3 separate regions of the Sus scrofa genome follow, and regions 1 and 3 are each linked to region 2. Evidence: chromatin contacts called from public Hi-C and promoter capture Hi-C data. All regions are on one chromosome and are shown on one strand. Each heading gives the region's core, a stretch centred on a gene start, on an enhancer-like site or on the middle of the called end of the contact. The rest is flanking DNA. Distances are from core to core; before and after follow the strand shown. Region 1 holds the start of C8H4orf48 (neuropeptide-like protein C4orf48 homolog). Region 2 holds the start of TMEM129 (E3 ubiquitin-protein ligase TM129). Region 3 holds the start of NELFA (negative elongation factor A).

Region 1 (2,700 bases), core at 9-2,508, 230 kb before region 2:
ACTCGGGAAGACGCGCTGCGTCCGGCGCGCACGCGCATGCGCCCGGACCCCGCCCGCCGTCGTCATGGAAACCCGGGGACTGCGCGAACCGCTAGTTTAAAGGGACCCAGGCGGCTCCCTGTCCCGGTTCCTCGGCCCCGGCCCGGGTCTGCGCCTGAAGCACCGTCAAGCCCGCAGGCGATGGAGTCGGGAGGGCCGCCCATAGGAGGCGGCGCGTGGACAGCACCTCCAGAGCCGCCGGCGGCGGGAGCAAAGCCGAGGAAGCGGGAAATCTGCCGCTGGAGCTTGGCGATCCTTAGCCTTGGGGTGTCCCTGAGCTGATCCCAGGGAGTGGCTCGATGCATGCCGGGGACTGAGGGCCAGTGAATGCAAAGGCGGGGCCTCTGCTCCTAGGCCGGTGGAGTCCAGTCGGGAGGGACTGGGGCCGGGAGAGGCTGCGGCCAGGAGCGCCCCAGGCAGGTGGGCCCGTGGGGTTCCCCTTTCTCCGCTCCTCACTCTGGCGAGAGGGGCAGGGGAGAAGCCCGGCGGCCTTGCAGGTCCCTCTCGTCTCTCTGTGCCCTAACACCTATTTGCCGCATAGCCCACCCTGCTGCACGACCCCGGAGGGGTCGCTTGGCCTCTCTGTGTCCTTTTCTCCTCCGCGGATGCACAAGGGTGTTGGAGGCAAAGAGCCAAGTGAGGTCCCCACGGGCACCCCGATGCACGCGGGCGTCAGGTTTGCCAGCCTCACGCGTGCGGGGCAGACTCGGTCCCGCTGAGAGGGATGGGCTCCACTTGGCGTCTACTTGGCCTCAACAAGGCCCAGCCTGTTGCGGAGGCTGCGACCTTCCGGGAACGCGCCTAGGCCCGCGCCCACGCCAGAGTTCCAGAGCGCCGGGCAGCGCCCGGCCCCTTGCTGGTGTGCAGCGTCGAGCCTAGACGTCCTCTGTCCCACACCTGGGCCTTGAGTCAGTTGTCGCCCCCTCGCGGGTTTGCTGCCTGAGGGGGTGGTGCCCTGTGACCGCCTCTCTCTCCTCCCCGTGGGGCTCAGGGGCAGGCTCGCGCTGCAGCCCGGGCCTGGATCCCGCGGCGTCCGGAAACGCGCGGGGTCTGGGGGACTGCGGCGCGATCCCGGACGTGCGCATTTCCTGGCTCTGCATCCGCAGCCCTGCGCCGGGGTCTCGCGGTCGCAGCCACCGAGTGGGGCGGGGCGGCCGGCCCTGCGCAGCCGCCCCGCGGGGTCACTCGCTTGGGACGTGCGCCCGAAGGACGCCGTCCAGCACAGGCTTTTTTTTTTCTTTCTTTCTTTTTTTCCTTTCCTTTTTTTTTTTTTTTTTTTTTGGTCGTCTTTTGGGGGCCGCGCCAGCGGCATGTGGAAGTTCCCAGGCTAGGCGTCAGATCGGAGCTGTAGACGCCCTCCGTCACAGGCACAGCAATGCTGGATCAGAGCCTCCTCTGTGACCTACACCACAGCTCGTGGTAACTGGATCATTCACCCGCTGAGCGAGGCCAGGGGTGCCCAGGACGGAACGCTCAGGCTCCCCCCCCCCACGCGTCAGTCCAGGCTGCCTCCAGCTGGGGGCGGCTCCCGCCGCGCCCTCCCCTCACGCTCTCAGGGCAGAGCTCGGGCGGCTGGGCTGGGAGGCGGAAGGCCCAGCGACCGGCCCCGGAGCCCTCCCGCGCCCTATCCGTCGGAGCCTTCCTTCGCCCGCCTCCCTGGCGCTCCGGGATCCTCTCCGCCTCACTGCATCCCACGGTCCTCCTGACCACCGCCGCCCGCGCACCCTCGAGCCCCTGGCCGCATCCTCGGCGCGACCAAGCCCGGTTCCCAAGGGGGCTGCACCACCGTCTGGGGCTGCAGGGTGGACCCTCAGCGCTGCCCGGGGCCCGAGGGCCGGGCCTCTCCTCCTTTTCCGCCCCCCTCCCGCGCCAGCGCCAGTCCCCTCCCCCCAGCCTACCTCCTCCTCCCTCTGGCTGCCCAGGGCACGGATTTCCCTTCTCCACAGGCCCTTTTCCTCAGCAAACGGGCTGCGACTTCTTTCTTGTCCAAATAAAACCCACGGGTGAGCCCCTTGCCCCCGTCATGGCCTCTCCTCCCTGTCCAGCTGCTCCATTTTTCTCTCCTAAGCCCTCACCTGTCCGGCTCACCTCCCACCCTGCCGTGACACACCTAGCGACCCAAGGACCGGACCCCGCCCTTCCTCCCCCGCAGGCGCAGCTAGCCCGTCCTTCACTCACACCCTCCCCAGGGCCATGTCCTTTGTGACTTTGTCCAGTCACAGCTGTGAAAACCAGCCGCGGAGCTCCAGGTGCCCATGTGCCCACGCCCAGCTGCCCCGCCCCGGCCGTCTCCGCTGGGAGAGAGCGCGCAGCTGGAGGTCAGCCCGATCTCACCCTCCGCCGAGCGCCCTCCTCCCCCCAAGACGAAAGTCAGCAACTGCCCCCGGCCCCTCCCCACCTCCCTCTGTCCCGGCAGACACGCCCACCAAACCCACCGCGGCCTTTTGGAAACACTGTGTGCCCACCCTCAGAGCCACCAAGCCCGGGTCCACACGCCCCCCCCCCCCCCCCGCCTGGGCTCTTGATTCTGTCACCGTCACCCTGTTGCCCACACCCTTGTGGTCCAGTCTCCTTACAACAGCCGGAGGGACCATGCCTACCTTCTTTTTTAAATTACAGTAAAATATACATCACATAAAATACAGCACGGTCACCACTGCT
Region 2 (2,700 bases), core at 93-2,592:
GAAGACGTGCAGACTCATTCTGGGAAAGCAGAGAGTTGTGAGTCAAGAGGAGGGCGGGGACACCCTGTTGTCTAGACGCACATATGTGAAGACAAGCGAGCTGACCCCACGGTGCCGCAGGGTGGACGTCCCCTTCCTGCACGGGCGTGTGTGTGTGTGTGTGAGACACCGCAGGCAGCATGTCCTCTGCCAGAGCGTGTCCTTATCCCGTTCTGGGGGGAGCTGCCCCTCCCGGGAGAAAGAGCTAGGAGGGCTCTCAGCCCACAGGGCAAGAAGGAAGAACAGGTCCTCGAAATAACTGGAACTTTGTGGGTAAAAGTTGGGAGACAGATAAGGGCTGATCTGTGACAAAACTGGCAGAGGCCTTGGCACTGGGGCTGGAGCAGGCAGCCGAGATGGAGGAGGGCAGAAAAGCAGAAGGGCAGGGCAGCTGGCTCTCTGCCCACCGACGGGGGCGCCAGGAGGGCCAAGGCTCAGAGGAGGAGCAGGGATGGTAACAAGCGGCACGTGCAGGATCACCTGTGGGGAGTTGAGGTGCTTCTACACCAGGGTCTGGAGACTAGAAACACACCAGGGGCCTCCGGTCGGGTCCACGAGGTTCTAGAATAGTCCTACTCCTCCTTCCCAAATTCATCATGGTCACCTACCCGGCATTCCCAACTTAGGAGTCACCAGAAAACTGGGCAGCACAGGTACCTGCTGGGGGTGGGGGCCCCGGGGACCTCAGCTGCAAGAGCAAAACGGCTGGGGCCTAAGGAACACGGGTGCCCTGGAACGAGGTGAGGTCAGGGGGATGAGCCGCCTGGAGGGTGTGGGGTTGGGTGCTGCGTGTGGAGCAGGGAGCGGGAGGAGGGAAGCAGGGAGCCAGAGGCTCTTGTCTGTGGCCAGGGGGGAGCGGTCAGCCCTGGCTTGGCCAGCAGGCCCACACGCGGCGTGGGGAGGTGGGAAAGGGAAGCCTAAGTCAAGGGGGACTACTGGGTTTGGCCTGGGGGACGGGGTGAAACGGGGAGGGGCCGGAGGGCCCTGGGCCACAGGAGGGAGACTTAGAGCACCCTTTCTGTGGGATCCCTTCACCTGGGGAAGGTGGGGGTGCGACAATGGCAGCCTCTACGGGTTTGGCTCCTACTAATGACGGGGGGCCAGGGAGGCGGCTCCTGAGCAGAAGGGGCGAGGCCAGCGCGGAGGAGGACTGGCGTCGAGGGCCTGCCGGCAGGCTCTTGAGAATCAGCGCTGGAGCCCAGGTTTCTGCTGCAGGTGCCGCGGGGTCGGTGATGACTCACAGGTGGGGCTGCGCCGGGAGGAGGGGCCGGGCAGCAAGGCGGAGGCTGGTCAGGGGCGGAGTGCCAGTGCGGGTCACCGCCACAGGGGGCCGGGGGCTGGGCGAGGTCACCGGGGAGAGGGAAGACCGGTGCGACCGGCCGGAGGGTCCTCGTGGAGGGCGATATAGGGGCCACTAGGCGTCCTCGGGAGGCAGGGCCGAGAGCCCACCGGCTCCGCTGCCAGCTGCGGCCGGGCCGGCTGGATGAGTGCGGGCGAGATGGGACCCCGGGGAAGGGGGCGCCCCGAGGTGGGGGGGGCGAGGAGAGCCGACTGTGGGCACCGCGGCGCCGCGGGAGGAGTCAGAGATCCGTGTCCAGGCCGCCACTGCGACAGGCTAAGGCCCGAGGACAGGCCAGAAGAGGCAGGAACGGAGCCCCGAGCCCGGACCCGGTCGCCGTCTTACCTGCCGGCCGCTGCGCGGAACCGAAGGAGCGGGAGGCGCCGTGTCCGGGAGCCCGGCTGCCCGCCGCCGATTCAAATATCGACGGTTGGCGCGTACGGCCAATCAGCGCGTGGCCGGGGCGGGACACAGGGCGTCGAAGGCCAATGGGAGGCTGCGCCCAAGAGGCGGCTTCCGCTTCCGGGCGAGGCGGCACGCTAGGCAGGGCGGCCCCTGGAATTCTCGGTAGCCCAGGCTCGTCCAGCAGACGAAGGTGAAACGCGGCTCGAGAGCGGGCGGTGAGTGCGGGGCCCGCCGTCGCCCAGGAATCTCGGGCTCTGCGCAGACGCGCCTGGGCTGCGCGGAAAGGCCCAGGGCCTGAGAGCTGCTCGCCCGAGTCTGTATTCCCAGCTGTGGAATGGAGCCAAGTTCAGCGCCGCCCTCAGGGCGGGTCGTGGGGAGGCTCCAAACCCTCGCGAGGACTGCCGCGGCGGCTCAGGACGTCTGGCCGCGAGCGGGGTCCTGGAACTTCATTTCCCAGAGCGCCCCGCGAGCGGCCTGAGGGTGGGGACTACACGTCCCAGGGCGCCCCGCGCGGCCCCGGCGCCTACCGGACGCGGACGCTGAGGCCTGTTTTGCGCCCCGGGGCGGGGGGCCTCGCCCGGACGGCTTCCCGGCGGCTACGGCGGCGCGATGGACAGCCCCGAGGTCACCTTCACGCTGGCCTACCTGGTGTTCGCCGTATGCTTCGTGTTCACCCCCACCGAGTTCCACTCGGCCGGGCTCACGGTGCAGAACCTGCTGTCGGGCTGGCTGGGCAGCGAGGACGCCGCCTTCGTGCCCTACCACCTGCGCCGCACGGCCGCCACGCTGCTGTGCCACTCGCTGCTGCCGCTCGGTGAGCTCGCGGGGCGCGCGGCGGAGCTGGGGGCGGGGGGGGGGCGCTGGAGGCCCATCTCCCGGACCCCAGGGGGGAAGAGACGGGGGAGCGCGCGCGGGCC
Region 3 (2,700 bases), core at 18-2,517, 210 kb before region 2:
TTTTGTTGTTGTTGTTGTTGCTATTTCTTGCCGCTCCCGCGGCATATGGAGGTTCCCAGGCTAGGGGTTGAATCGGAGCTGTAGCCACCGGCCTACGCCAGAGCCACAGCAACGCAGGATCCGAGCCGCGTCTGCAACCTACACCACAGCTCACGGCAACGCCGGATCGTTAACCCACTGAGCAAGGGCAGGGACCGAACCTGCAACCTCATGGTTCCTAGTCGGATTCGTTAACCACTGCGCCACGACGGGAACTCCTTTGCAGACTTTGTGATGATAGCCATTCTGGCTGGTGTAAGGTGGTGCCTCATCGTGGTTTTGATGTGCATTTCTCTAATCATGAGTGATGCTGAACATCTTTTCATGTGTTTTTGGCCCTTGTGTGTCTTTGGGAAAATGTGTTTAGATCCGCTGCCCACTTTTTGATTGAGTTGTTGGTTGGATACTGAGCTGCAGGAGATGCTTGTATGTTTTGCAGAGTAATCCCCTGTCCGTTGCTTAAGCTGCGAATATTTTCTCCCATTCTGTGCGCTTTTTGTTTACGGTTTCCTTTGCTGGGCGAAACGTTTAACTAGGTCCCATTTGTTTACTTTTGTCTACGTTCATTACTCCCTAGGATTAATTTTTGATGATGAAAACAAGTTTCGTTTAACCAACACAGAACTGTCCCGGAATCACCGACACTGAAGTCCAAGACCTTTACGACACGTAGGTTTCCTAGAAGTAAGCGCGCACCCGTCAGCGTCTGCCACTTCCTCGCGTCGCGGGCCCCGCAAGGCCTCGCTCTGCACCCCCGGCGCCCGGGCCAGCGCGCGGCACGGGGTGGGGGTCTGCCGGGGGACCGCGAGAGCTGCCTCCCGCTGGCTCTTCGCGCAGGATCCCCTAGGCGGCCTCCTGACCGCGACCTCGGCGCTCCTAGTGGCGCAGGCCCCCGCCTCTGGGGCCCCGCGGAGGACAAGCCGACCGGGGCCTGCCTCCTGACCGCCGCGGGACCCAGGCCACGGCTTCCCCCGGCCTGCGCGGCCACCACGCGCAAGCGCCGGTCCGGAGCGGCGGAGGCGGGTGCCCTGGCCAACCGGCGCGGACCGGCGCCTTCGAGCGCCAGCCCTGGGGGTCGCCCGCCCCGTGACGTCATCTTCCGAGGCCGTCCAGAGCCGGCCGCGGGCGCCGCCATGTTGCGTTACGGCGGCCGGTGCGCCCCCCCCCCCCGGCGCCGCCACGAAGCGTCTCGCCGAGGCCCCGCCCCGCCGTCACGTCACGCGGCTCGCCGGGCGGGCGCCGCCATGTTGGGGGTCCTCGTAGCGAGCGCGTAGGTGTCCTCATAAGATGCCGGCTCGGCGGCGCCCGGCTTTTTTCCCCCCAAGATGGCGTCCATGCGGGAGAGCGACACGGGCCTGTGGCTGCACAACAAGCTGGGGGCCACGGACGAGCTGTGGGCGCCGCCCAGCATCGCGTCCCTGCTCACGGCCGCGGTCATCGACAACATCCGCCTCTGCTTCCACGGCCTCTCGTCGGCCGTGAAGCTCAAGCTGCTGCTTGGGACGCTGCACCTCCCGCGCCGCACGGTGGACGAGGTGAGGCGGGCGGCGGGGCACCCTCCGGGCCCCTGGGACCCCGGCCGCCCCGGGCCCAGCGAGCGCGGCGGGCCGGGCCGGGCCGGGCCGGGCGCGCGGGGCGGGCCGGGCGCGCGGGCCGGGGCTCGGCCGCCGCTTCCCCTCGGGGCCCCGCCGGCCGCCGCTGCCCGCCGCGCGCTCGTGCCGCCGAGGGCGCGGGTCTGGCGCCCTTGCCGTCCGGCCCTTTCCCGTCTCGGCGAATTCATCGCGTTTGCGCGGAGGGTCGAGGCTGCCGTCGCCCCCCGAGCGGCCAACGCGCCCTTCGCCGCAGCCTCGGGCCGTTCCCGGCGGGGCGTCGGTGGCGGAGCGCTTCCCGGGTCGGACCCGCGAGCGGGGCGTCGAGCGCGGCGTGTCCTGCGTGGGCGGGTGGGCGCGCCCGTTCCTTTGGCGGCGGGGCCGCCCCCGTCGGTTCTCCGAGGACCGTGTGGTCGGGCGTCGCTTCCTGGGGTTCTTCCTTCTTCGGGGTTCTTGTGACTTGTTTGTCCCTTTTTCGTTCGTTTTTGTTTACGCCCGAGGGCATGCGTTCCACTGCTTTGGCGGAGTTTTACGATATTTATTTTGTTTTGTCTTTGAGGGCCGCACCCGCAGCAGGTGGAGGTTCCCAGGCCAGGGGTCTAATCGGAGCTCAGCCTCCGGCCTGCACCGCGGCCGCTGCAACGCGACCCCCCACGGCTCCGGCACCACCGGACCCTAACCCGCCGAGCGAGGCCGGACTGACCCGCAGCCTCACGGCCCTCGTCGCATTCGTTAACCGCTGAGCCATGATGGGGACTCCCTTGTGAAAAAACAGATTTTGGGGGGCTTCTCTGTGGCTCGAAGGACGGAGGATCCTCTGTCACTTCGGCGGCTCGGGTCCCTGCTGAGGCGAGGGTTAAACCCCTGGCCCCTCAACGTCCGCACTCCAGGGGGTGCGGCCAAAATAAGTACAAGTTAACACATACGTTTTGAAGAGCAGTCTTTTTTTCTTTTTTTAGGGCTGCACCTGCGGCACATGGAGGCTCCCAGGCCAGGGGTCCCGTCGGAGCTGCAGCCGCCGGCCTCCGCCAGAGCCACGGCCACGCGGGATCCGAGCCGCACCTGCGACCCA

The links. Promoter capture Hi-C pulls out the DNA fragments that hold promoters and counts their contacts. A called contact is a pair of places that touch in the nucleus more often than the background predicts.
Region 1: a contact with region 2 is called in a Hi-C map of omental adipose tissue, with 2.0 times the contacts expected there. The contact joins the promoter of C8H4orf48 here to the promoter of TMEM129 in region 2. A contact is called at or near these places in 1 of 5 promoter capture datasets (fetal skeletal muscle), 9 of 47 Hi-C or Micro-C datasets (blood, brain, embryonic fibroblasts and 4 more) and 1 of 2 datasets of contacts at active chromatin or transcription factors (alveolar macrophages).
Region 3: a promoter capture Hi-C map of fetal liver shows a contact between it and region 2, with 6 times the contacts expected there. The contact joins the promoter of NELFA here to the promoter of TMEM129 in region 2. A contact is called at or near these places in 4 of 5 promoter capture datasets (fetal liver, fetal skeletal muscle and liver), 8 of 47 Hi-C or Micro-C datasets (blood, brain, embryonic fibroblasts and 3 more) and 2 of 2 datasets of contacts at active chromatin or transcription factors (alveolar macrophages and skeletal muscle).

The regions. Positions count from the first base shown.
Region 1 is chr8:1,053,673-1,056,372 of Sscrofa11.1, reverse strand. It overlaps C8H4orf48 (neuropeptide-like protein C4orf48 homolog), which reads right to left and starts at 1,258. Exons shown (of 4, transcript XM_003128813.5): 1 at 1-1,258. The coding sequence starts at 38.
Region 2 is chr8:824,875-827,574 of Sscrofa11.1, reverse strand. TMEM129 (E3 ubiquitin-protein ligase TM129) reads left to right here and starts at 1,342. Exons shown (of 4, transcript XM_003128802.4): 1 at 1,342-2,597. The coding sequence starts at 2,393. TACC3 (transforming acidic coiled-coil-containing protein 3) reads right to left here and starts at 2,142. Exons shown (of 16, transcript XM_003128804.5): 1 at 1,724-2,142; 2 at 1-19. The coding sequence starts at 18.
Region 3 is chr8:1,037,658-1,040,357 of Sscrofa11.1, reverse strand. NELFA (negative elongation factor A) reads left to right here and starts at 1,267. Exons shown (of 12, transcript XM_003128808.5): 1 at 1,267-1,574. The coding sequence starts at 1,365.